7 separate regions of the Mus musculus genome follow, and regions 1, 2, 4, 5, 6 and 7 are each linked to region 3. A link is a contact called in public promoter capture Hi-C data. All regions are on one chromosome and are shown on one strand. Each heading gives the region's core, a stretch centred on a gene start, on an enhancer-like site or on the middle of the called end of the contact. The rest is flanking DNA. Distances are from core to core; before and after follow the strand shown.

Region 1 (3,952 bases), core at 1,391-3,890, 1.4 Mb before region 3:
CACATATGTATATATGTGATCATGTGTACAGTGCCCACAAGAGTGAAATGAGGGTGCTGGATCCCCTGGCACTGGAGTTACAGATTGTTGTAGGTGCTGGGAACTGAACCTGGGTCCTCTGCAAGAACAGCACATGTTCTTAACCACTGAGCCATCTCCCCAGCCTTTAGCCACACGTTTCATAGAGCCATTAGAGATGAGCTCTACGACCAACTGCTTCCATTCACGTTCCGTCACCTCTGAGTTGTCTGACCTTCAGCAAGGTAGTCTACCTTTTTGTTCACTGCTGGGCAAACGGTTGATAGTGCATATCTCACCGAAGTGGCAAGAATAGAGGGTCTGTTGCTTGTCATACTCTAAGCCTCGCATTTGGCATATGGTGTGCATGCTATAAATAGCTCACAATACTAATAGCATTGTCATAAGCAAGAAGCAGCTGTTGGTGGGTTGCGGGAGGGTCACCGTGCTCCAAGTGACCGCTACAGCCTATTGTTTCCATGGCACCATTCAGCCCTGGGTACCTTGTACCCGAGGTTATGGTGATCCTTTGTAAACGGGATTCATTTCGTCATTAGCAAGTATCGCTGGGAGCTTGCTGAGTGCTTGGCCATGGGAGTGCCTCCCATGGTGTGGGAGCTACTGCAGGGAGGTGACTGTACCTTTCCCTGTCCAGGTGGATCTTGACTTCTTGGGAGGAGTGCATGGCAGGCAGTAAGCGAGCTAAATGTAGTTATCACACAGGGTCTCAGGAAGTGTATACACATAGGGTCGGGGTTGTAGCTTGCTTGGTGAAGTGCCTGCCTAACATGTGTAACACATCCAGCACCGCATGAAACTGAACATGTGACATGTGCCTGTCATCCTAGTGCTCAGGAGATAGAGGGGGGAAGAGCAGAAGTTTATGAGTCTGGAGAGATGGCTCGGCAGTTAAGAGTACTACTGGCTGCTCTTGCAGAGGACCTGAGTTCAGTTCCCAGCACCCCACATGGCAACTCCCAAGTGTCTGTAACGTCCATTCCAGGGAGTCTAAAGCCCTCATCTGGCCTCTGCAGGCACCAGGCATGCATGTGGTACACAGTCATACAAAACTCCCACATACAGACAATAGGTTCAAGGACATTGAAGGTCAACCTCAGCTACATGGCAAGTTTGAGGACAGCCTAGGCTACATGAGACCAGGAAGGAAGAAAGGAAGAAAGGAAGGGAGGGAGGGAGGGAGGAAGGAAGGAAGGAAGGAAGGAAGGAAGGAAGGAAGGAAGGAAGGAAGGAAGGAAAGAAAGGACTACTGAGGGAAATAGAATAGGGAGGAGGCATGAGGTGGAAGTGGAAGTTCTAGTATTTTGTGGAGTGGTCTGAGAAAGCCAGACTGAGCAAGCGGTCTTGCTGAAGCTGGTGAGCTAAGGTGCCATGTGAGTACCTGTGGGGGAACGCAGCTCAGAGAGAAGAGCCAGAACAAAGGCCCCGAGGCAGGAGGATGGCCAGAATAGTACAGGAGGTCAAAGAGATGATGGTAAGATGCTAGATTGTGTAGACTCTTTCTTACCAACAGTGAGGGTCACTCTGGCCCCTGTGCTAGGCTCAGCTCTGCAGGGGCCATAGGAAGCTATGGGGGGGGGGGGGCGTTCTGCAGTAATCCAGACAGAGGAGATGGCAGGACAGACAGAGGCAGTGAGAGACACTGTGCTCCAAACCTGTGTGAGCTTTGTTGTGTTTGTGTGCACGTGTGTGTGTGTGTGTGTGTGTGTGTGTGTGTACGTGTGTGTGTGTGTGTGTGTGTGTGTGTGTGTGTGTGCACATGTGGAGCTCAGAGGACAGGCTGTGCAGCTGGATCTCATCTTCTACCCTGCGGTTCCTGTGGCGGGAACTCAGGTCATCAGGATTGGTGGCAGACACCCGAGCTGCCCCCAAATAGGGTTTGAAGGTGGACACCTGTATCTGCCAACAGACCAGACACCGCTAAGGTTTATGATCTGAGTATGTTGTGTTTACTGGGACTGGTGGAGACAGCATTTGAAGCAAGTTGAGAGATGTGGTAGGCCATGCCAGAAATCCCAGTGCCAAGGAGGACAGGGCTGGAGCATACCAGGCCTGAGGCCAGCCTGGGCTACATAGAGATGCCTTGTCTCAAAAACAAAGAACCACAAACCTGAAGGGAAGGGGAGACAGGGAGGGGAGATGTGGGGAGGGCAAGGAGGGAGTAATTTAAATTGTGGTTAATAAACCAGTTGGATTTAGATGTGCCTAAACCCAGTCAGCATTCAACTAATGTGATCAGAGCTCTGATCTGAGTATGAGTTGATTGACCACTCTGGAGTGAGGTGGGAAAGTGCAGCCAGGAAATACCGGTTTGGCCACACGATAGCAACTGGCTGGCCAGTGCTGAGCAGCTGCTATGTGGGAGGTGGGGCCGGGGAACTTGATTTATGATCTTTGCCAATATCTGGGTTATAGATGTCCCCCTAATGAGCCATTATCAAGAGCATACATGACAGCAAAAAGTGATCCCGTGATCAGGAAACATAAGTTTTGAGTGTCTATTGACCTTTGTTCTTAATGGAATTTGGTTGGTTATTCATTTATGTAATTTCACTTTATTAATGGCTGTGTTTAACAACCAGCTGGGAAAAATACCGGAAATTTTGCAATCAAAACATTGCAAAAAGGTTCAAAGGGGCTTTGAGTGCTCCTCCGGGCTCCCAGTTATCTTTAGAGGAGGCCGGAGAAAGGGCTCTTTGGACTTAGAGGAGAGCTTCATCTGGAAGTGCTGGTCCCCAGATTGGCCATGAGGGGACCAAATGCAGACCAGGGTTGACTGACACCAGGTTGTGTTCTTTGCCTGCACTGGTAAGTTTGGCGTCGGAGCCCCGGAACTGGAGGGGACGCTTGGCTGATAAGGATGATTTTCTAAATGTTCTTTCATCTGAATTCTTGTTTCTTTTCCAATCCTTTTAAAATTAGTATTTATTTTTATTTTTTGTGCATTGGTGTTTTGCCTGCATATGTGTCTGTGTGAGGGTGTCCGATCCCCTGGAACTGGAGTTACAGACAGTTGTGAACTGCCGTGTGGATGCTCAGAATTGAACCCCGGGTCCTCTGGAAGAGCAGCCAGTGCTCTTAACCACAGAGCCATCTCTCCAGCCCCCCAATTTCTTTTTAAAAGTCCAGATTCTGGGGCTGTGATTAGAGGCACCCCTCTTCTTGCCCCATCCATGGGAAGCAGCTTTGTCAATGGTATCTGAGGGGGTAGAGTAGGGAAGGGGAGGTAGGTAGTGGCTCCTGATCTCTCTCACTCACCCTCCCACCCATGTCTGTGGGCATAGAGACTGTAACTAGCCCGCACCAGCCCTGCCTCTTGGTGCTGCTGGACTGGGCAGGGACAGCTTTGGGATGGCTGGCCATGTGCCTCTTTCCAGTGAGGGTGACAGGAAGATGGAGCTGGACTCTGCCCCTGTTCACCATGGCTGGCCAGATCAGTCTTTCCCCTTCTGGAATGTTAGCAGGGCCTCTGTCTAAAGGGCGAGTCTCTCCCAGGACGGCCTGTCAGAGTAATGCATTCTTGCCCAGAGCAAGCCCGCGTGCCCTCCTGCTTGCTGACTCCCACCGCCTGTTTTATCTCGTGTGTCCCCATGTCTGTACGCGCACCATGTGTATACTTAGTGTAGGGTCCCCTGGAACTGCCGTTAGGGATGGTTCCGAGCCACCGTGTGGCTGCTGGGACTGGGTCCTCTAAAGTGCCGAGTCATCTCTCCAGCCTCCACCCTACTCCCCACCCCTTCTGCTTTTCTTTCTTTTGACATGGGGTTGCTAAGTAGCCCAGGCTAACCTTGAACTCACAATCCTCCTGACTCCTAAAGACTGAGACTGTGGGCTTGGGTTACCATGTCCTGTTCCAGCTGTTGGTATGAATAAAATTTGTTATACAGGAAACTGTCTTCCACCCTCTTCTGTTGTT
Region 2 (3,765 bases), core at 69-2,568, 1.1 Mb before region 3:
CTCATAGGGGCTGATGAGATGGCTCAGCAGGTAAGAACACCCGACTGCTCTTCCTGAAGGTCCTGAGTTCAAATCCCAGCAACCACATGGTGGCTCACAACTATCCGTAATGAGATTTGATGCCCTCTTCTGGAGTGTCTGAAGACAGCTACAGTGTACTTACATATAATAAATAAATAAATCTTTAAAAAAAAAGAGACACTCATAAAATTGTGTGTGTGTGTGTTGGTGGGGTATTCTACAGAAACATAGTATGTAATTAGAGATAAACTTTTTTTAGATTTTTGTTTTTGTTTTGTTTTTGTTTTGTTTTTCAAAACACGGTTTTTCTGTGTATCAGAGTCCTGTCTGTCCTGGAACTTGCTCTGTAGACCAGGGTGGCCTTGAACTTACAGAGATCTGCCTTCCTCTGCCTCCCAAGTACTGAGATTAAAGGTGTGCACCACCATGCCCCATAATTTTTTGACCTTTTTTTTTTTAAAGAAATCAAAGGCTTGTGCCACAACATCTGCCCAACCTGGTATAAATATTTCTTGCTAGAGATGTTTTGTTTTATTTTGTTTTGTTTTAGGACAGGACCTACCTACTAGCCCATGGATTGCCTGATGACCTGGAACTCACTGTGTAGTCCAAGCTGACCTCAAATTTACAAAAATCCGCCTACCTCCACAGGGATTAAAGGCGTGCATCACCAAGCCTCAGTGAGTTTTTCTTGATCCCTAATTTAGCTCACGTAAATGCTGAAGCACGCCTGTAAGTGGCTCTTCCCTCCATCTCACTCCCCGAGGTAATCTATTTGAAGTGCACAGACTTCATCAAACTTGGCAACTATGAAAATCATCTACATTCGACTAAAGAAAAAAAAAAGGATAATCCCTTCAGGACCAATCCCCCCCCACACACACACACACCTTAGCCATTCACTCTAATGGCTGCATTATGTTCCGAAACATGCTATCCTGTGATTATTTAACCTCGTTTCCGTCTTTGGACGTTTGTGTTTGTGCAAGCTAATTTTCAACCACTGTGGCGTCTGAAGCGGCACAGACCGACTTTAGCCCAACGCCAGGAAAGCAGGACTAAGTGGAGAAAGCATTGGCAAGGATTAGCGTTAAGGTAGCAGCACTAGGACCTGCAAATGCATGCGTGCGCAGGCTGCAGGCGCAGGCGGGACTCCTTCCAGCTCTAGAGAGTGGCTTTGCAACTGTGGACGCTGGGGGGCGCGTCCGAGCCAGTGCCGAGGGCTTCCGTAGGCGCCCCGCCCACTCAGGCTCGCCCCGCGCCGCGATTGGCTGCGCGGCGGGAGCGCGCCGAGTCAAGGGGCGGGCTCGCGCCGGCTACAAAGCGGCGAAGGTCACGGCGCGAGCTGGAGCGCGCGGGCCGCTGGGAGTCTCTTTTGCGGCCCGCGCCCCTTGCCCACCGACTCGGCCCGGAAGCCATGGAGGGAGTGAGCGCGCTGCTGGCTAGCTGCCCCACCGCCGGCCTGGCGGGCGGCCTCGGGGTCACGGCGTGCGCTGCCGCCGGCGTGGTGCTCTACCGGATTGCGCGGAGGTGAGTGCGCGCCCCGCTGCACGCGGCCCGGGCCGCCGCCCCGCCCCCGCGAGGCCACGGCGGAGTCCTAGGGGCGGACCAGGCCTGCTCGCGAATGCGGGACGCATTCTCCGCCACCGCCTTTGCCCTCACCCCCTAAAAGCCTCGTCGGGGAGCAGCCGCCGACCGTGGCTGGGGGAGGGGGCTGCTGCTTGCTCCTCCCTTCGAGGCCCGTGCTCCTGGCTGGACTGCCCTGCTGGGCCTCTGCCGCCCATCGGTTAGGAGGATGAGAGCTGGCGCTTGATGGTCTGTATGCGATAGCAATAACATTCCTCGCGTAAGCTTTCCCCCGGAGAAGCCTTGGAGCTGAGTACTTAGAAGGCACGTGTGAGCAGTAGCAGCCTGAGGCAGGAGCCTGCGCTCCACACATTTAAGGAACTTGTCCACTCAGAGGTGTACGCTGTACTCCTTGGACACATGTCACGGATGGGCTTTGGGATCAATACCCTGGCCTGTCATGGCTCAGAGACCACGCAGACCCCAGTACTCCAAGCTTGCCGTGGTCAAACCCCAGAATGGAGTCGTTTCTCCAGCAGCGTGAAGGAATAGCTCACCTGATCACATTTCCCGAGGATAGGAACATACACGCATTCGTGGGAGCCTCTTTGGGACAGCCGGGGATGTGCAGTGCTCGGGACTTGACCCTAGTCGCTGGATGACAAGGAGCTATGGTTTGAACTGGCAATCAGGGTGATAGGTCGCCCTCCTTAACCCTGCATTTCTTCTGCAGGAGAGGGCAGGCAAAAGTTGTTAGAGGTAGGTGAGTCAGCGGCACCTAAGGAGGGGATGGATGTCAGCTGTGTTTGAAAGAGGGGGCCACATCCCGGGGGGCTGAGAGAGTGCCTGACTCTAGATCTCAACCCAAGCTTCCTGTCTTGTTCCCACCCAGTTTTTGGGAGTCAGAGGGACCGCTTAAGATCAGCCAACCCAAAGCAGTCCCTCGTTACCTGGGCCTAGGGGAGCCTGGGCAGTCTGTTCATGTGCCAAGCAGAGCTTGTCCCAAAAGCCAGGCATCTCCTGGCTGCCTCTGCCAGCTCAGGGCATTTGGCCAAAAGAGCAGAGTGGGACTTGTTGTGGCCAGGACTGGCTGCCTGTCACCCTTCCTGTCCTGCCAACGAATGCCTTGCCTCTGCTAGAGACAGGAATCTGAGTTCTTGGTGAGGTGTGTGTGGGACATGTATTTCTTTTTGTTGTTGTTTTTTTTGTTTGTTTGTTTGCTTGCTTGTTTTTTTCGAGACAGGGTTTCTCTGTGTAGCCCTGGCTGTCCTGGAACTCCCTCTGTAGACCAGGCTGGCCTCGAACTCAGAAATCCACCTCCTCTGCCTCCCAAGTGCTGGGATTAAAGGCGTGCACCACCACGCCCGGTGGGACGTGTTATTTCTTTCAGGAGCAGCCAAAAACCCCTTCATGCTTTTTTCATACTGACACCAGACTGTGAAGGTTTGGACCATGTTTGGACTACTGCTGCTGATTGGTCAGAGCACGGGGTCTCGGGTGACTGTCTTTATGAGGTCTGGGTTTCATGTGCAGGTGAATTGGCCTCTCACAGTTCTGAAGCAAGCCTCACTTAGCAAGAGGCTGCAGCTTTCTTTCCCCTTCCCTGGAGGGGAAGCTGTGGCAGGCAGGAATCAGCTGTGGTGAAGAATGGGGGTTGAATATGCCAGAGGAGGGCCTGCAGGAACTTGGTTTTGGAAAGCCTTTAGGGGAGTGGGTGTTTTCAAGCTAATCACAGAGATGGCATAGGGCCAGGCTTTGGGAGCCGTGTGAAGAAAATGTTTCTGCGTTCAGGTCAGCCCTTCCTGAGTTTTAAAACTGGCCAAAGTGGTTGCAGAGAAGTTATCTAGAGCCCAAAGCCAGCCACCCCGCCACCTTACCCATGGAGTTTTCTTGTCCCAGTTACTGTAAGAATGAGAGCAGCTGCCATTCCTGTGCAGGTGACATGCACAGAGCACCTGTCATTCAGGAGCTGCTCCAATGAGGCAGGTGCTGCTATTCTGTCCATTTCGCAGCTGGGAAAACAGAGCCTGGAGGGATGCTCTGCATCACCAGCTGTAGGTGGAGGAGCCCTGTTTCACACCCACACTGCCACACCAGCCAGAGTGGCTGCCCCGGACCTTGGGGTCTGGGGTAGAGGTCCCACATCCCACTCCTGTGCATCCACTACTCTTCATGCTG
Region 3 (3,653 bases), core at 124-2,623:
TCCCGGACAGTCAGGAGGCCAGGCCCAGGCTCTGCTGTATGAAACCTTGTCTTAGGAGACAAACAAAAAACCATTTTGGTGACTCACACCTGTAATCCCAACACTGAAGGCGCAGATTCAGGAAAGGCATAGCAAATCTGAGGCCAGCCTGGTCTACACAGTAAGTTCTAAGCCAGCCAAAGACTACGCAGAAATCCTGTTTTGTTTGTTTGTTTGTTAAGTTCAAAACCAAAAAGTAAATAATGCTGGGTGGAAGGACTCATGCCTATAATCCCAGCACTCAGATGGTTGAGGCAGGAGGACAGGCCAGGAGTTCCTGGCCAGCCTGGGCTCTAATGGAAGTTAGGGGCTAGACATTAACATCTGTTCTTCCAATGCCATCTTCTTACAAGGTAGCTGTGAGGAGGAAATGAATTCATTTATAAACTTAAAGTGGGAAGGCTTGGCCTGATGGTGATCTGCAATCCTACCCCATTCCTCCCAGAAGGGAGGCAGAGGCAGGAGGAACCCAGCAAGCTCAAGGCCAGCCTGTTCTGTACAGCAAGACCCAGTTTCAGTAAATAAAGCAACTGTGTAAAACCTTTGTGCCTAAGCTTTGAATCTGATACACCAAGAAATTCCAACCCTGAGTAAAGAGTCTACATCTGCTGCTTGGTGGTAGAGCTAGCCTTCAGCCTTTTTAAAGTTATACTAGGACTCGTCAACTGGAACCGAAATACTGAAACATCCAAGTAGTTTTTTGCTGTAGGATTCAGACCCTAGTGGGGCCTCTTTCTCATGGTGACTTCATGCAAGGTACTCAACTCTGTGCCTCAGTTTCTTCACTTATTGAAAGAGGAGAGAGTATCACGACTATCGTGTAGACTGCTAGGGCAGCATCCACACTTGGCAGCCTTGATGAGTTAAAGGACAGCCTGGGCTACACAGTGACTTTGAGATCCCTGTCTCTAAAACAGTATCTGATGGCTAAGCCCAAGGTCAATGGGAAGACACTTGCCTGCCATTCACAAGATTCTGGTTTGTTTTTCTCCCCCTAGAGCCAGAGAGTGCTAAAAGGTACTTGATACAAAATAGTACTTAGAACAGGGACCATTTTGCAGATCAAAGTTAATGTTTCCACGTTGGAAATTAACGAGCAAAGGCAGAAGACATTTAAGAGTCGCCTTTAGACTAGGAACCCAGGGTTCCCAGGGATTCCCCCCCAAGCCCTTACGCGTTCAGTCGCAGGCTCCGCCCCCTTTCCCTCCTAGCCCCGCCCCTGCCGCCCCAGTCCCGGCCTGCGCTAGTCTCGCGCATTCTCGGCGCGCGCGAGCTCCTCGACTAGGGCCGGCCGTTGGTCAGGCGAAGCCATCTACCGCGTTACGTAGGGGGACTCGGAAGGCCGAGTGGCCGTTCTGTCCTTCATCTGTCAGTTTTTCAGACCCAGCTGTTTTCATTGTTGCGTTTCTTTACTTTTTTCTATACGCCGAAGAGCCTGCTAGCATCCGAGCCTCTGGGAGGAGAGAGCGCCTGTGGCTTCCCTCGGAGAGCGCCCCTCCTGCAGGGAAGCCAGTGGGAGAGGCCGAAGGCGGGCGAGGGCGGGAGGCGGCCCTAGCGCCATTTTGTGGGCACGGAGCGGTAGCGCGGCTGTTGTCGGATTCCTTCCCGTCTGTGCTTCCTCCTTGTGCTTCCTAGCAGTGGCCTAGCGGGTAGGTTGGTCGCCAAGGCCGGCCTGCGTGCCTCGAGTGTTGCTTCGGAGAGGCCCGGTGCGGCCTGCGCCGCGGGGAGGGAGCGGTAGAGCGGGGCCTGGTTGGCCTCGCGCAGCCGCGTCGTTAAGGCCTAAGCGCGGGCAGTAGCCGGAGCGGGACGCCGGGCCTCTGCTTGGCTGTGAAGCCACGGGCGGAAGTGTGTGGCCGCCCCGGGTTTCCAGGCGTCCTAGTCCCTGTAGATTGTCGCTTTTGAGAATAACTGTTGTCACCATGGGACTTGGACCTCCGCGGGCCCCACCCTGGGCCCAGTTGAAAGGGGGGGAAAATCATCAACGTTGTCTGTCGCGCACGGCCTTCTGGGAAGCGGCGGCCTACCTCCCGGAGTAGCCGTCGTTGCTCCCTCGACGCCTAACTTTAGCCAGACCTTTCCGAGGATGAGCACCAGAACTGCTAGATAACTGTTCTGATGTCGGTGTTCGTGCTCCACCAGCACAGGGAGGGTTCCTCAGATCCCAATGCTTGGCTGGTTTTTTCCACGTTAAAGCACGTGCTAAACCCGATTCAGGTCCAGGCTATAGAAGAAACTTAATTCAGAATGGTTACGAAATACGGTAGCCTGTAATCTGTGCGCTCCAGGTAAGAAATGACGAGTGCAAGAAAAAAAATCGGGGCAGATACTTAGTTCTTTAACACCTTGTTTTTGTCTGGCTTTGTAGCCAACGGGCCACATGGTAACACTGTTGCCATTTTAGCACCGGAAGCTTATAGTGTGCGCTGAGAAAATAGAACTGGCGGGCAGAGCGCCACATGAACACCGGTTTTCCCTGTGGCTGCCCCGGAACTCAGTAGACTAGGCCAGCCTCGAACTCAAAAAGATCTGCCTGCCTCAAGAGTGCTGAGATTAAAGGCGTGGGTTATCGTGCTCGACAAAAATCACATTTTTTTTTAAAGATTTATTTTATTAATATATGTAAGTACACTGTAGCTGTCTTCAGACACTCCAGAAGAGGGAGTCAGATCTTGTTGCGGATGGTTGTGAGCCACCATGTGGTTGCTGGGATTTGAACTCTGGACCTTCTGAAGAGCAGTCGGGTGCTCTTACCCACTGAGCCATCTCAACAGCCCCCAAAATCACATTTTTATTTTAGAAAATACCTTTTCTCTATTTTTTTTTCAGGGATGGCAAAAGAAACATTTTAGGTAGCAGGAATCTTTTCAGGAAGTGGGAATAAAGTGGTGTGATAATAGCCAATTATGAAAAGATAACTCCTCTGATTTTCTTGCTCATTTCTTTTTCCTTTAAGAGATTTAAGCAAAGATGTCTGAATATATTCGGGTAACAGAAGATGAGAACGATGAACCCATTGAAATACCATCAGAAGACGATGGGACGGTGTTGCTGTCCACAGTTACAGCCCAGTTTCCAGGGGCATGCGGCCTGCGCTACCGGAATCCCGTGTCTCAGTGTATGAGAGGAGTCCGACTGGTGGAAGGAATTCTGCATGCCCCAGATGCTGGCTGGGGCAATCTGGTATATGTTGTCAACTATCCCAAAGGTTTGTTAATCATTTTGGTTTTGCTGTATTGCTGGCCATGGTTAGACTTCCGTGCCATCTTAATTTAAGTGAGACTATAATATCCAGGGCTTCATGTGTGCTGGGAGAATAGTCTATTGTTGAGCTCCAACTTGAGGGTTTGGTCGTTATGGAGGAATGTTTCCTATGACCCTAACTTTTTCATAAACTTTGTTTAGACTTAGACTACTCTGGCAGGTCAGCAGTTTAAGTAAATGGAAATTGAAAAGCAGGATTCTTTTTTTGAGGAGCATGAATTTAAATGTGAAGCTGGCAGAACATGGTCATTGCTAATTTTAGGTGGTGAAACCTAAATGCCTTAAAGATGCATCTGTTTTGTAAAAGAATTTGGCTTTTTGAAACGGGGTTTTTCAGTCTTTTGGGTTGTTTT
Region 4 (3,613 bases), core at 621-3,120, 1.1 Mb before region 3:
CGGTTAAAGGCGGTGCTTCTCATCAGATGTGGGAGACGGAAGACAATGGGTTGGTGTGTTCTGCATCCGAATACTCTGGAAGGTAAAGGAGCAAAGGAGTGGCCTGTGGGGACAGCTTCCTCTCAGCTGCAGAGTTGGTGGGACACACACAGACCTGGAGTCCCTAGCAGGGGAGGGGGAAGGAAGGAAGGAAAGGATGAGTTCCAAGACTTGTCAGAGCTAGAAGTGTCAGAAGCAGAAGAAGGGAGAAAGTAAGAAAGAGGGAAGAGAGGGAGGGAGGGAGGGAGGGAGGGGAAGGGAGAGAGTATGAGTCAGTTTAGAAGCTGACATTAATGGCCTTGGTGCCTGTGCAGAATATAGAGTCACTACCAGGGCAGGGAACAGAAGAGACTGAGCAGGCTTGGGGGAGGAGTAGAATGATCAGTTCAATCTAGGACATTTGTTTATTAGTTCCCTGGGCAGTACTAGGTGGCAGGTACCGTGACAGGAACAATCTGTTAAGAACAACCATGAAGTGTAAAAACAAGGCCCCCCACTCCCATGGAGCTTGCATTCCAGAATGGGACAAACAGTTTGAATAAAACAGAGTGAGTACACGAGCCCACATGGAGTCACCGAAGCCATGTGATCAGGGTGCTGCCAGGGCAACCAGGCAAAGCCCAGCCAAGAGCCAGACCTGGAGGTAAGAAGATGCCAGGCTCACTGTGGCAGTGGTCCAGGATATTTAAGGGGAGGAGCGATCTGGGTCGCTCAAGTCCGAGCATCAGCGCACACAGTACAAAATTCACACTGCAAAATACATACCAAATATAATGCTATTTATAGAAAGATCAAGAACACACAAAACACTAAGGGTAGGCTAGAGGAGGGCAGGCTGTTTAGGTGACGTGTTTTTTTTTTTTTTTTCCTATTTAAGCTCAGAGCTGTGAGATGTAATATGTAATCACCATACATGTTTATACATGGAAATATTACAGAATGAAATTCTTAAAAAGATCGGGAGCTCAGGGTAAATGTACTTGCAGCCAAATCCGACAACTTGAGTCCAATTCCTGGGACCCGTGAGGCATGGTGGCTCATGCCTTCAATCACAGCACTCAGGAGGCAGAAGCAGGTAGATCTGTGAGTTTGAGGCCAGTTTGGTCTACACAGTAAGTTCCAGAACACCTAGAACTACACAGAGAAACCCTGTCTCAAAAAACAAGTCAATTCCTGGGACCTGCATGATGAATAGGCAAAACTGACTCCTGCAAGCTGTGCTCTGGTCTTCACCATTAGACAGTGGCATGTGTGAACCCATGACATCCCTTAAAAACACACAATAAAAACCACAAAAAACAGCTGGGTAATCTCAGCACTGGAGAGGCAGAGGCAAAAGGATCAATGTGACTTCGAGGTTATCTTGGTCTACATAGAAAGTTCCAAGGTGCTGGGTAGTGGTGGCGCACGCCTTTAGGCCCAGCACTTGGGAGGCAGAGGCAGGCGGATAAAATGTGAATTTGAGGCCAAGCTTGGTCTACATGGCAAGTTCCAGGCAGTCCAGGACTGCAATGTAAGACTGTCTTAAAAAAAAACAAATCACACACACATAAACATAATTTTAAAAAGAAGAAAAAGAAGAAGAGGTTTGGAGCATAGGGCATGGTTACACACTCAGTTTCCAGCCTCTGAGAAGGACCAAGCAGCTTTGACCAGTTTGCTGGTCATCCTCTTATTATCCTGAGCAGCCCTTCGGGGCCTGATCCCGCCCCGCGTTGCACGACCGCCACGCCCACATCCACCTGCCGTCCAATAGGCGTACGGGATCCGGGCCCACACCTCCGCCGCGCCGCGCCCCGCGACGTCACGGCCCGGCCTCCGCCACGTGACGGCCGCGCGCTAGGCTCTCTGCCTAGCGGCTGGAAAGCGCCGCAGAGGCCGCTGACTGGCCGGGCGCGACGCCGCGGAGGGAGCCGGGCGCCTGGGCCTCCCGCGCGCATGGGCGCGTCGGCGGCTGCCTGAGGAAGGCAGCGAAGCCAGCGGAGCTCAAGACCTCGCGCGTCCCACGAGCGGCTGCGGCGGGCCGCGGAGCCGGCGCGGCCATGGCGACGGGCACTCAGCAGAAAGAGAACACGCTGCTTCATCTCTTCGCCGGCGGGTGAGTCTGGGGCCCGAGCTGCTCTCGCCTCAGCCCCGGCCTTCTCCCCCTGCGTGCCGTGGCCTTGGGAATCCGCGTTTCCCGTCCGTCGCGGACTGGGGTGAAGCCAGGACGGGCAGCCCAGGAGGGTCGTGGCTTCGGCGTCCCCACCGCGGGGTCAGCCGGCACGGCGGCTTTCCACCCGGCGCGTCCGCGGTCCCATCCCCCACCCACCGGCCGCCTCTCGCCGTATTCTCCTTTTGAACAATTCCTGGCTGGTGTGACTGTCACCAGGGGCGATCGCGCCGAGCCCCTGTGGCTCCGGCCTCCTGGCGTTTTCCTGATCACGCTGCGGTCACTCACCGCTGCAGAGGTGCGGATGCTGGAGGTCCCGGGGCAGCTAGCCCAGGAGGTACTGCGCTGGGTCAGAGCTGCGGGCAGGTGTCGCAGGGCAGCCCGTGGCCTGCCCTGCGGAGTATGGGGGGTTGGGGGGGAACGGATGCTGGTCTGCACCACGTGGGACGGTAAATGGGGACCTCGGAAGGTTGGTCAGTGCTAATCGATCCTAAAGCACCTTTCAGTGATTTTCAGTGGAGGAACACATCATGATAGGAGGATACAACTAGGAGCTGAATTAACCCCCTAAAAAAACGAAAGTTTGGGGTTTTCTTTTTTAAATAGTATTTTTCTTTTCCTTTTGTCATAGCTGCTAGTGGCTTGGGACCCTTTTGGTGCTGGTTTTTCAAACTATCTATGGAGCTGTGTCCCCAGCCCTGGGGTCATGAAGAGCTCTTTGAGATTTAGCCCAGCTATTTAAGTTTTACATAACATGCAGCGTTTTTCCTGTGTTATCATCTTCACTTGAGAACTATAACTGGACCTAAACAGTTCCATATACTAGAAAGTAATGGTTAATGAAAGGGTTATCCAGAAAATAACGGTGATGAAAGGGTTTCTGGTGCCTTGGTCCTTTTACCTGGCAGGCTGGCAGTACCTTTCACCCGTCAGATAGCTTTAATGGTTGTGCCTAGGCAGGAGGAATTTCTTGTTCATCCATTTCTGTCAGGCCTTCATTCCTCCTATCCATGTCTTCATTGGTATTAACCTTTGAGAGTAAGCCTTAGAAGGCACCCTCACTTTATATAAATGTGTCATCCCAGGGAACTTAAAGTCTGTTAGGCATATTTTTAAAGCCAAGAGAAATAAGTTTATACTCAATGGGTTGTTTTGTTTGTTTGTTATACTTTTTCTTTTCTTTTCTTTTTTAACTGAGTGGTCTCTTATGTTGTATGTCTGCCTGCTCTTAACTGGGGGAGTTTCAGAGTGGCCTGTGTTGAGGCTCACTACTATAGTTGATGACCCTGTCTGGATGGATTTCCCTGCACACCCTTCACAGTGCCCTCTGGCTGCCAATTCCAGCCTCTTACGTGCTGATAGAGAATACTGCAATGGGCAGTGAGGCTTGCGGGACTCATTAAGAGGCAGGGAGTTTATTAG
Region 5 (3,685 bases), core at 733-3,232, 1.3 Mb before region 3:
ACTCTTTCACAGTGCTCTGACTCACCGAAGTCACTGCTGTATGACTAACGGAGATTTACTAGCCCACCTTCCCGGTGTCCCAGGGATAAGAACGATGACTGTCAGGTAAGCTTAGATATTCAGACCATCAGTATCCATTTACCCAACAGGGTCAGAACTCAGGAGTGCTGATAGAGAAATATTCAAGCCTTTTGAGAGCTGTCTTTCTTGGGGTCAAAGCTAAGAGGACCCAAATGGACAGCTGCCATTCTTTTTTTTTTAATTAATTAATTAATTTATTATATATAAGTACACTGTAGGTTTCTTTAGACACACCAGAAGAGGGTATCAGATCCCATTACAGATGGTTGTGAGCCACCATGTGGTTGCTAGGACTTGAACTCAGGACCTTTGGAAGAGCAGTCAGTGCTCTTAACCACTGAGCCATCTCTCCAGCCCCCCCGACAGCTGCCATTCTAACCATTTGAAACAGCTTCCATCTGTTCTGGAAGCTTTCCCCCAGGCAAAAGACAAGTCTTAGAAGAGAGTACATAGTCCCAGGTGTAGTGCTGCAGTACCTGCCCTGTGAGGTGACCGACCACACCTGATAAGGGACACGTACTTCTCGCTCAACATATGGAACATGCTCTCTTTCCAAGCTATATGGGTCAGTGGCTGCCGTGCTCACAGGGAATGCTTCAAATTCCCAGACTTTGAAGAGTCCAACAGGAGGGAGTCACCCCCCTGAGTCACCGGCAAGGCTGCCTGCTCGAAGAGCCAATAGCGCCCCGGAGAGGCCGCTTTCCCCACGCAGACCCACCTTGTCCATAGCAGTCTGGAAGCTTCTGTGTTTTCAAACAAAATTGGCAACAGTGAGGTGGTTGGAATCTACACAGTAGCCTCCGGCCCTTCGGGTCTTTACAGTGAGTGATTAAATAACTTCAGCGGCCACAGTATTTATAGCAACTTCTCTAGCATCCCTCCCCACGTATGGGTGAGGAGTGGGAAGATCTTAAGGGGATATCGCGAAGATGGGAGTGAAAATTCCCTCAGTCACCTGTGACTACTCTCTTCTGTAATGACGGGAAAGGAAAATCCCTTTCAGACTAGAGCTTCTAACGGTGTACTTTTAATGTGAAGTCCCTGTCGCTTGTGCCATCCTAAACTCATTGTCTAGGTACTGTGGACGCCTATGCGACCAGGACCTCGGGGTCTTGAAGTTCTGAGTTGCCTGTCTGTCTCCATGAGCGCGGAAACAGTAAGTATAGAGCAGCCGGATTACACATGGACTCATAGACAGTTCCTTTGCACGACAGCATTACAGAACCTTAACCCGGAGTTTCAAACGAGTTAAGCAAGATCTTGCTCCTGTGATTACTGCTATAACCTCACCCTGCCAAACATTTTTTCCCTAAAGAATGAACCTCAGCTCCTCAATACAGTGCTGGACACCACCGCAGCCCCCGCGCAGGTTTTCTGTTATTATGATCCTGGCCTTAGGTCCAGCCTTTCCTAAAAACTTCTCCAGAGGAATCAAAGCTCTTGCTGCAGAGGCCAAGGCAGAGCGATGTATGTCTGAGCCTACAGCCCTTCTGCAAGAAGGTGGTATCGGGGGCTACAGAGTTCGCAAAGCCCCAAGCCTGCCCTGCCTCAGAGCCCTGCGCGCTCCGGGCTCTCGGGCGACCAGCGCCGCTCAACGCTAGGAAACCCAGCGCTGGGTCGGAAAGTAGAGGGGCGTGGCAGGAGAAGGGGCGTGGTGTAGGGCGGGGCTAAGCGGGAAAGTGCGGAGGGGAGGGCTGTGAGGAGCGCCAGGCAGAAGGGAGGGTTGCGATAAAAAGGGCGTGACCTGAGGCGGGGCGTGGTGAAGGAGCGTGACATGGGGCGTGGCAGGGCAAATGGAGGCGGGGTGGAGCGTACAAGCCCCGCCCACGGCGCGTCCTTCTTTTTTCTCCGCCCTCCCACCTTAGAGCTGTCGGTGGCTTTTTCTTCTCAGCGCAGGAGTCGCGCTCGAGCGGCCCGCGCGCTTGCTGCAGGAACCAGCTCCAGGCGCTGGCGCCGGGGCCACGGGGAGGAAGCGACTTCGCTCTCTGCAGCGGGCGCGGCCCTGGGCACCGCGAGCCTCCGGAGCTCCAAGAGCTGCGGCCTCTCTGTGCGCGGTAGGCGGCATGGGACACCGAAGACCGGTTGGGTGGGCGCGCGTTCGGGCTCTGGGATCCGGGGATGGGGGAGACACGGGGACCACCACGCTGAGAGAACTGAGAGGGTGGGCGCGGGGCAGAGCGTGGGCATAGGGTGGGCACCCGGCGTGGAGCCATGATCGATCTTGGGTCCCCGGAGAGGGGCCGGGCGCCGCCCAGTGCGCTGCCGCTTCTGCTGCGGAGGCTCTGGGGTCCCACCTGCGGGGGCGGCATTGGGTGGGGACCTCAGTGGAGCGGGGACAGTCGCTCCCTAAGATGAGCCTAGGCTGCAAACCGAGAAAGAGGCCTGGGGCTCTCCTTAGTCCCAGGGCGCCTTAGGGTTCTGATTGTTGAGGGGGACTCCCATCGCCAAAGTCGAGGGGACCCCTTCTGCCCCATGCATCGCGACCCTGCTGAGTTAAGTTAGTTTCGCTTTTCCCGCCAGTCCGGGCTCTGATTTGTAGCGGCCCTAGTCCCCCTTCCCGATCCGGCCCCCGTAGCGCCTCTCTCTGGGAGACTGCCTGGTGACACTGCGCGCGGCGCCAGCCACCCCGGAGCCGCCGATGCTTCTCCGGGCAACCGAGGTTATGTCAGGAAATCGATGGAAACAGAGAAACAAGAGCAGCCTGAATCGGATGGTAGAGCAGAGGATGAGTTGTCCCGCGCCTGACGAGTGTGCGAGGACTTGCTAATCTCCAAGTTTAAGGATGTGCCATGGCAAAGACTGAATGTTCACAAATGGTGCCTGTGAAGATGTTTGCCAGCCAGGAAGTTGTGTGTGCTTTTGCGAATGAGAGTGTGACCTTGTGAGTTTCTGTTCGTGTCTGTTGTTGTGTATCGTTGTGAATATGTGTGTTTCCTAAATGTTCTTGCCTGTCTGTGAACAGTAGTGGGGCTGGCCATTGGCTCTGGAAGGTTGTGGAGTATAACTCCCCTTGCTTGGTTGGTTTTGGTAAGTGGGGTATTGCTGGAGTGCTGGCTGGCACCTTTCCAGGGAAGCTCCTGCCAGCTGAGCGGGGCTCAGGCTCCTCTCTCTTTTTCTCTGAACTCAAGCTGTACAGTGTGGTGGTGAGCTGGCAGAAGCTGCTTCCTGAGTGAGTAATAGTTAATTAAACACTTTAGTTAGTAACATCAGAAACTGCTCATGAGCTGAGTTTTAACAGGTGTTTATGGTAAGAGCGCCAGCCCCCATGATGAAGGCTTGGTGTCCTTGAAGGTTTAGGATCGCCGACGAGTGTGTGTGTGTATGTGTGTGTGTGTGTGTGTATGTGGGTACACACACACACACACACACATACACACACACACTCACACACACACACACACACACACACACACACACACACACACACACACACACACGCTGAGGTAGGATGGCCTGGAGGGAGTTGGCTTTCTTCCTAATTGTTAGACTCTAGGAGAGAGTGGGATTGCCTTTTCCTTTCTGCCCTACGCCTTCCCAGCTCGCATCTCTGGGAGGCAGAAAGCACTACACTAACATTAGTGGTACAGACAGAGGGAACCATTCA
Region 6 (3,978 bases), core at 611-3,110, 1.7 Mb before region 3:
AGAGCCAGGGGTCTCAAGGAATGGAAAGCAGAGAGTGCAAGACCACCATGACAGAGTTGATCTTTACACAGATGGAAAAGAGCAAGCAGCAGAAAGCAGGGCTGCAAAGGCAGGGAGGGAAACAGGAGTCTTCTGAAAGCGTTCCACAGTGTCCTTTAGTGTCCCATGTACTCATCTGCCTTGCAAGGTTGCAAAAAAAAAAAAAAAGGCAGATGTGAAATGGGTGAAAGAAAACTGAACAAGAAAAGCACCTTCCCATCCCCCATCTCCTCTCATCCCTCCCCAAAAGAGCCGTGTTTGTCTGTGCAAACCTAGCCCCAAATATGGGAGAGAGAGAATGGATATCTGTATGGAAGAACAATGAGCCCTCTGCCTGGTTGTGTGTGTGTGTGTGTGTGTGTGTGTGTGGTGTGTCTGTGTCTCTGTGTGTGTCTGCTTCTGCCTCTGCCTCTTCCCTTCGACCTCAACAACAGAGAAAACTGGAAGGCAGGCTTTCACCCAGACTAGGCCATCAAAATCAAAAACGGTTTGCAATTTAGAGTGGAATTAACTCAGCAAGCAAATCCATGGAAGGAAATATCTCGCCAAAGATGATTTTATTATTGTATAGATAATCCTCTCCCTCCCCTCCCCCATCAGACTGAGACTAAAGAAACCAGTGTACACCAGACAAAAAGGTCTCTCTTTAAATGGAAAGCAATTATAAAAGCTATTTGAAATCTAACCTAGGATGTATTATTCATTTGAGCTGCACTAAATGTCTGTTTTGTAATCCACCAAGCTCACACTCACTAGTTAATCTGTTTTGTTTTGTTTAGTCTTAAGAATTGCTTTGCAGAAGGCTATTTCAAGATTCATACAAAACTACTTTTTCAGAGCCACCTTAAAATAGCAGCACATACTGAAACATTTAAAGCACCCAGTTTCTCAAGGGCACATTCTGCTGAAATCAATGTTTGAAGTCTGTAATCAAAAAAAAAAAAAAAAGTAAGCAAACCTTGGAAAAGAGACAGAGGATAATGACTATTCAACAATGAATCATTTTATTTTCATTTCAACAACTTCTCAAGCGAACAGTTTCAAAGGAAACCTGCAATACTCCCTCAACACAACACACACCCCATTCGATGTAAAACTACCTTCTTCCCATAACCCTAAAAAAATATAAAGAAAGAAAGAAGGCACCCTCCTTCAGACAGCAGAACTTAAAATCATGACAGAATTCTACGCCGCTCCAAGTGGTATTTGGTTCCCTAATTTTGGAATCACAGAGCCTGAGAAGAGAGACACAAAGGAGGAGTCTTCCTCCTAATGTGAAATGAGACTTTAATGAGTCCGTTCCCAGACCCCCACATTCACAAATATCCAAGAAATGCACAGCTTCGGGTCCTTCCCTCTCACAGTTGAGCTGCTCAGCTAGTGGCGTGTAACAGTTTAACCTCAGACTAGTTCCAGAGCGTGCCTAAGAAGCCAAGAGAGAGCAGGGGTCAAGAAGCACGTAGTACAGTCACCTGGCTCGCACAGGACCAAAGGCAGCGTCCGGCCCATGGTTCCCCGAGGGCTCGCCTCCACTCTCACCCTTCGCATTCCGCCTCGGCTTTCCCGGCCGAGCCCCACCGCCCACCCAGAGCACTCCGACCCCAGAAAGAGGGGCCGAGGAGGGGCGCCCGCGGCGCGGCGCTGACAACTTGGACACTTACCTTCCCCTCGGGCGCTACACCATCAATGAGAGGGGTGGCGGCCGGGCTCCGGGGAAAGTGCAGGGACCGGGAGGGAGGCCGCGGGGGCCGGCGGCGGACCGAGGGCGGTGGGCGCGGGGCCGAAGGGGCCGGCCCGCGGGGATGCGACACCGGGGGGCTGCGGGGCTTCCCTGCCGGGACTTCGACCTCCTCGGGTGGGCCAAGCCTTCAGCAGTGGGAGCCCAGGACCATGTCTGGTTTTGTGGATTTTTTTTTCCCAGAGGGCGAGTGGCTCCCACCGGAGGATGGTAGGGTTTTTTTTTTTTTTTCCTACCCCTCAACTAGGAGAGAAAATGAGGCGGAAACAAGGTGGGGAGCGCGTGAGGGGACGAGGCGCGGGGAAGGAGGCGGGGACCGAGGCCCGGCGGGGCGAGAGGCTGCGGAGCGCGGGGGGCGGCTCGCGAGCGTCTGTGGGAGCAGCGGCACCTCCGCGATGGTGGCGGAGCCGCGGGGCTGCTGCGCCGACCCGCCGCCCACTCCGCGCTCGGGCCCGGCCCACCTCGCAGTATCGACCATCACCATTGGTCTGTCTCTTCGTGACGTCAGTAGAGGACGGGCCAATAGGAGGCGGAAGGCGGGCCTGGGGGCGGGATGTTTGCTCCAGCTCGCTCTTCCATTTTCTTTTTTTTTTTTTTTTTTCTTTTTTTCCTCCTTTTTTTTCTTCTCTCTCTCTTTTTTTTTTTTTTTCTTCCTTTTTAATAAAATGAGCAGAAGGCAAGGCAAGGGGAGAGGCCAGGCTTTGGTGGCGGCGCGGCCGAGCCCTTAGTGCACGCTCCGGGCGGCGGCCGGAACCTGGGAGATGGGCTCCCCGCCCCAGGCGCGGCTTTGTGCTTGGTCCGCCCTGCTCGGCCACAGGCAGAGCTCCCAGCGGCCAGCCCTGTACTGACCCTCGGGATGGTCTACCTCAAGCGGGTCGGTCTTAGGGGTGGGCTTGGCGACTGTCCCCTTGCTCTTATTATTACCAGAGCCATAATTGCTTATTTCATTTAAGAGACAGATTCCTATTCCTTGAGGTTCAAGGGGAGCTACAGAGTGGATTCGAAGTTATTTGTTCTGATGGGTAGTTCATAATGTTTTAAAAATAATGTTTGACCGAAACTGAAGTGAAAAAAAAAAAAGAAAAGAAAATGTGAATTGGTGAATTGTGCTGCTTATTGATGAGAATAATAAAAGGCCTCATTAAGTAATAAAGAACAGGGCTCAACTGCTCTTTGCAGAAGACCCCACTTCGGTTACCAGCACCCACATCAGGCTGCTAAAGCTGCCTGTAACTACAGCTCTGAGAAATCCAACACTCCTCTAGCCTCCATGTGCACAAACCTACACACACACACACACACATATGACTTTAAAAAAAAATAGTAATAAAGAACAGACCATTACGACGGAGAGTCTTTTAAAGAGAGCAGTAGCTGTGCCCTGTTGGGGGAGGGGAGGCGTAGACTAGTTTCACCAAGGCCTGGTGGCTCTTACCTGTTATCTTAACACTAGAGAGCCAGAGGCAAGAAGATCTTAATTAAAGGTTAAGGCCCACCTGGTCTACAGTGTGAGTTGCAGGCCAGTCAGAGCTACATTTGGAAACTCTGTCTTAAAAATGCCAACAAAAAAGGAAAGGAAAATCCAAGTATCACCTTTAAAAAATATTACTATATTCCCACTATGCTCAAAGACATTATCACCATGTGTACCACATACTATAAGCCTGAGCCAGGGCAAGCCAATGCTCCCATTCTACTTAATATAATTTATAGGATCGTGGGGTTTGGAATTTTAATTATAATTACCAGTTTTTGAAATGCATATCATGTTTATTGAGTTCTTTCACAGACTCTGGCATGAGTCCAGGGCGAATCATCAGCCTATTGTTAGTTTGTTAATATTCTGTAAATGCTTATTGGTGTCCTTAAACCATACACTCTTCTCAGAGGAGTTAAGGTCTGTATATAATAGAATAATTAAAGGATAGAGCTTGGCTTAAAATAATTCACCCATCTATTTCAAATAGAGGGATAATTTTCTCTTTGGAGTGTCTATTCAGATTATAATTCCCACATCCAAAAGTTCCTTTTAAAAATAATTTCAACTAGCAGATGTCATTGAACTGTACGGCCCAAGAGATCTGAAAGGAAATGGGGTCTTTTTTTAATTTAACATTTTTTTTCTTCATAAGGGGTATATGCATGCTACAGTGATCCCAGGAAGGCTTTTGGGGGTCTTGGGTCTCTCTAGTCCACTCTCC
Region 7 (4,090 bases), core at 1,371-3,870, 1.6 Mb before region 3:
CACCCAGACAATTTCTTAATGTAAGTTTTTTTTTTTACAACGCTGTGGTGTGAATTTGGAACTTGCCCTCCCTTACTTCCCCGTCCCAGTGAACCCAACCCACATCCTGTCTTAAATACCAAGAAACAAGGCATGGTGGCAGATGCCTGTAATCTCAGTGCGTGGAAGGATCAGACAGAGGGACTCTGCCTTGCCACCCTGACCCCATTCTCAGTGAGAAGAAACCAAGAAACAGAGTGGGTGCATGTACCTTTTGCGGTGTACAGATCGACCTCAACAGTGGGATTCCCACGGGAGTCAAAGATCTCTCTGGCGTGGATCCTGAGAATAGACATGGCGAATTTCTGTAGGAGGAAAAACATTCATATCACCAATAAACAGTGACACAGAGGTTAATTCATTCCAAGGCCATCACCTCTGAGGGGTCCTGGACTTGACAGGTACCAAATGGGCTATGCGTTAGGTAACATACAGGAAAGTCACTCATCAGTGAGGGTTTGGGGAGCGAGGACTACTCCTTACACAGCAGGTCGGTGGCTTGGACTTCCCGCCAAGCTTGAGGTCAACATGGCACAATGAAATAAACCACTCCTACAGAAAGCCCTCAGAAGCTACCTGTACTGTGGGCAAATTAAATCCTCTGACTGCATAGAACAGTGTTCTGGCTCCACAGAGAAGGAAGTGGGAAGCAACAGTGAAGGAAGGTCAGAGGTTAAACTGACCTGGAGACCAGAGGGAAATGTGACATTTCAAAGCAGTTTAATTGTGGGAAAAAGAGAAACCCTAATTCATCAAATTGCACCCATGACAAGAGCAGAATATTCAGCTGACACAGATTTGATAACCAGTAAGAAAGTGTGAGGCAGGAGGCCAGAACCCCAAACTCCTTGGCCTGTGGTCAATGATCCTGCCATTCTTGGCCTGGTGGCCATGCTGGCTAGCACGTGGGAGGTCCTGGGTTCAATCTCCGCCATATTTAGGCAAGAGCTAGGACTTCTGGTTAGTACATTTCAAAAGGGCACCTTGTCTCGCTTTTAAAAGGTATTCAAAGTAGATGTTTAATTAGAAAAACATCCTGAGAGGAAGAGGATATTTGGCAACAAACTGCAAGTCCCTTTCTTACTTCTTCCCCAGCAGGCTTTCCAAGAAAGAAACCAAATAGATTCTGTAGCTAAACTGGATGAGACATGAAGACAATACAGCATTCAGAGGCTATTATTATCTAACTAGGTTCCTCACATCTTTTGTGGCAAGCACTGAAGCAAAGGCAGCTTTTTTTTCCACAGAAGTTACTTCTGTGGTTTTGTCTTCTCTAAGACAAAGGATCTTTGTACACTCACCAAGAATAAAGTATCTACTTTTTACCTACCATGTTACAAAACCTTACTATTCCTCAACCATACTCTTTTGTCTTCTCTCTTACTCGCCCGATTCTATGAATGCCAGACTGACCAGAACTCAGTGATCCTCCAGCCTCAGCATCCCTAGCGCTACACTTTCATGTGTGCATCTCCATGGCTGGTTCCTTTATGGGGGCGGAGGAGCACCCACGTGCCACACTTTGCTCTGCAAAGACCTTACAACTTGTAGGAGTTGATCCCTCCCTCCACCCTTTTTATCTAGCTTGGATCTTTAGGCTAGGCAGCAAACGTATTTAACCAAAGGAAGAAAATCTCACCCACTCTGTCTTTATCTGGATTGAACGCCAGACCAAGGGCAGAAAAGTGGACCTATCGGTCAGGCTAATCAGCAGACTAGCTGTGGTCTATCCCGAAAGCGAGTCAGCCAAGGAACCACACTGCCTAGGCCAGAACGAACAGGAAGTTTTCTTAAATGCATCTTAAGTCAGTTCACGGCCGGCTAGTAGCCACCCAGGAAACCTGTAGCTCTTGCCTAATTGCGTCGAGGTCTCCTGAGGGCTTCCCAATTATCCAACGGGACTGCTGCAATTTCCTCTACTCTTAGTACCTAACCGACACTCACAGGTCAGGAATATTCCACAGCAGAGATGGGCTGGACCACTCCCGCCCAGTGACGCTCGATTGCGGTCCAGGAGCTACAGCCCCAGCAGGATCTACTAGGGTGTGGCGCTCTGCCTCTTGGGCATCCTTATTTCTGGCCCTTCCATTCTGAGAAAGGATTTAATGAGCATCGGGGGTTTAAGTTGCTCTCCCTCCCTCTGAAACCTTCCACTTAACTACACAGAAAGTACTTTTCTATTCTCCACGGCCGCGATCATCCGTGGTCTGCATTTGCTGTTGTCTGCTTGGGAACCCGGTTACATTGCAACCCTGAAACTCGGTGATCACTGGTGGGGCTCACACCTCCACCCTCCAAGAGCCTGCGTCCTTCCACGAGGCTGACCCGAGTGCTCCCCGGATAGCGGCTCCCGCCCAGGCTAGTGGGTGCACGTGCCCACCGGGTCCCCAAGCGAAGCTAGTAGGAGAGCTGACCCCGGTGGAGACAAGGACCATACCTGGCAGTAGGATCGCTGCAAAGCAAGGAAAGAGGGTGCCGTGGACACCGAGGAGAGCCTTAAGGACAGACGCGAGCGCGACCCTGTACCGGAGCAGCACTAAGCGCCTCCCACTCTGTCTTCCTTTCCTGCTCGTTAAGCCCCGCCCAGTTCTCCCCTTTCGGGCCCGCCCTCCCTCCGCGCCGCCTCCCCATTGGCTCAGCGTGCCATCACTCCAATAGAAGAGCGTGACCGAGGCGGCCGCTCGGCCTGCCCAGACTAGGGGCGAGGGCACGGGGGCGGGGGTTGTCCTGCCTTTCTGGGCCTAGCCTGCTTGGGGCATAGCTGGAATGCCTGGCGAGCCTCCGGCTGGGAACCTGGGGCCCGGCCGAGGGTCTACGGAGCCCGGATGCGGGGCGGGGCGGGGCTGGGCTGCGCGGCGGGCATGAGGGCTTGAGCCCGCCGCACGTACTCCGAGTCTCACACGCACTCGGCGTGGCTGCGGCGCCACACGTCCGGCCCACGACCTTGCTGATGACCTTCGCGGCTCGGCCCTCCAGCCGGCCAACCCCCCACCGGGAGGTTCTGGAGCCCCCGGCGGTGTGGAAACGTTGATGCGCGGCCAGAGGGCCTCACTCCCGCGTGGAATTGGGTGGGGGTGGGGGGGATGAGGGGGAAATGCATGGATACTGCGCCTGCGCACTGAGCGCCCTCGCCGCTGGTCCTGGCTCTCTGGTGCCATCTGCCAAGGTGACCCCGTCCTTTTGTCCTTGCTGTAGTGAGTCTCAGGCCGAGGTAGCCAAGGGAAAGTGACCTTTCCCTTAATATTACCTAATCATTTGTTACTGTGTGGAGGGTACCGAATCCTACTGTCCAGCTCACGCTAATAAGGCAGTACCTTTGTGCTACACCCACCCAGCCACTCCACCCTACTTTAGAACTTTCCTTACTTCTCTGGTGTACTAGCTCAGTGTGGATTTATTCTTCATCCATGTTAATGTTCCTTTGTTTAAAGATCTAATACTTCTTTCCCCTGCTTGTGGCCTCGATGTTCTTGACCTACCAGTTCTTGAGACTCATACTCAAGTCGTCCCGACGCATTTCTCAAAAGTCTAGACTAGTAATATTCCACAATGATGTGACAAACGTCCGGAAGCGCAGGGTGGAGCCATTTCACCCTTCTGATGAAGAAAATAAAGCTGGTGTTTAACCACAGCTGTGGGTAGGCAGAGGCAGGCGGATTTCTGAGTTCAAGGCCTGCCTGGTCTACATAGTGAATTCTAATTCAGATGGGGCATAGTGATGAGACCTTGTCAAAAAAAAAAAAAAAAGAAAGAGAAAGAAAGAAAGAAAGAAAGAAAGAAAGAAAGAAAAGAAAAGAAAAGAGAAAAAGAAAGAAATGAAGAAAAGAGAAAAAATAAAAGTGATGATAGCTAGCCAGTCAGTGCTAATGTGAGCCTTTAATCTACAGAGCTAGTTCCTGAACAGATAAGTTACAAGGAGAAACCCTGTCCAAAAAAAACCAAACAAACAAACCCAAAACCAAACAATATTTTAAAATAAGACAGACAAACAAAACCCTATCTTGGAACCCACGAGATGGCTCAGGGGCAAAGGCACCTGCAGTCAGTCACA

What was found. Promoter capture Hi-C pulls out the DNA fragments that hold promoters and counts their contacts.
Region 1: a promoter capture Hi-C map of pre-B cells shows a contact between it and region 3, with 3 times the contacts expected there. The contact joins the promoter of H6pd here to the promoter of Tardbp in region 3.
Region 2: a contact with region 3 is called in a promoter capture Hi-C map of the 3T3-L1 cell line, with 2.3 times the contacts expected there. The contact joins the promoter of Tmem201 here to the promoter of Tardbp in region 3. A contact is called at or near these places in 2 of 39 promoter capture datasets (the 3T3-L1 cell line and liver).
Region 4: a contact with region 3 is called in a promoter capture Hi-C map of liver, with 5 times the contacts expected there. The contact joins the promoter of Slc25a33 here to the promoter of Tardbp in region 3. A contact is called at or near these places in 1 of 39 promoter capture datasets (liver) and 1 of 115 datasets of contacts at active chromatin or transcription factors (pancreatic cancer cells).
Region 5: a promoter capture Hi-C map of hippocampal neurons shows a contact between it and region 3, with 5 times the contacts expected there. The contact joins the promoter of Spsb1 here to the promoter of Tardbp in region 3. A contact is called at or near these places in 2 of 39 promoter capture datasets (the 3T3-L1 cell line and hippocampal neurons).
Region 6: a contact with region 3 is called in a promoter capture Hi-C map of pre-B cells, with 3 times the contacts expected there. The contact joins the promoter of Rere here to the promoter of Tardbp in region 3. A contact is called at or near these places in 2 of 39 promoter capture datasets (the C10 cell line and pre-B cells).
Region 7: a contact with region 3 is called in a promoter capture Hi-C map of pre-B cells, with 2.5 times the contacts expected there. The contact joins the promoter of Eno1 here to the promoter of Tardbp in region 3. A contact is called at or near these places in 2 of 39 promoter capture datasets (liver and pre-B cells).

The regions. Positions count from the first base shown.
Region 1 is chr4:150,001,924-150,005,875 of GRCm38.p6, reverse strand. H6pd (hexose-6-phosphate dehydrogenase (glucose 1-dehydrogenase)) reads left to right here and starts at 2,640. Exons shown (of 5, transcript NM_001291004.1): 1 at 2,640-2,844.
Region 2 is chr4:149,735,621-149,739,385 of GRCm38.p6, reverse strand. It overlaps Tmem201 (transmembrane protein 201), which reads left to right and starts at 1,318. Exons shown (of 11, transcript NM_001284270.1): 1 at 1,318-1,551. The coding sequence starts at 1,439.
Region 3 is chr4:148,624,716-148,628,368 of GRCm38.p6, reverse strand. It overlaps Tardbp (TAR DNA binding protein), which reads left to right and starts at 1,373. Exons shown (of 6, transcript NM_145556.4): 1 at 1,373-1,688; 2 at 2,993-3,244. The coding sequence starts at 3,007.
Region 4 is chr4:149,772,524-149,776,136 of GRCm38.p6, reverse strand. It overlaps Slc25a33 (solute carrier family 25, member 33), which reads left to right and starts at 1,870. Exons shown (of 7, transcript NM_027460.2): 1 at 1,870-2,137. The coding sequence starts at 2,082.
Region 5 is chr4:149,953,303-149,956,987 of GRCm38.p6, reverse strand. It overlaps Spsb1 (splA/ryanodine receptor domain and SOCS box containing 1), which reads left to right and starts at 1,982. Exons shown (of 3, transcript NM_029035.2): 1 at 1,982-2,135.
Region 6 is chr4:150,279,798-150,283,775 of GRCm38.p6, reverse strand. It overlaps Rere (arginine glutamic acid dipeptide (RE) repeats), which reads right to left and starts at 1,860. Exons shown (of 23, transcript NM_001085492.1): 1 at 1,701-1,860.
Region 7 is chr4:150,235,727-150,239,816 of GRCm38.p6, reverse strand. It overlaps Eno1 (enolase 1, alpha non-neuron), which reads right to left and starts at 2,620. Exons shown (of 12, transcript NM_023119.2): 1 at 2,477-2,620; 2 at 251-344. The coding sequence starts at 335.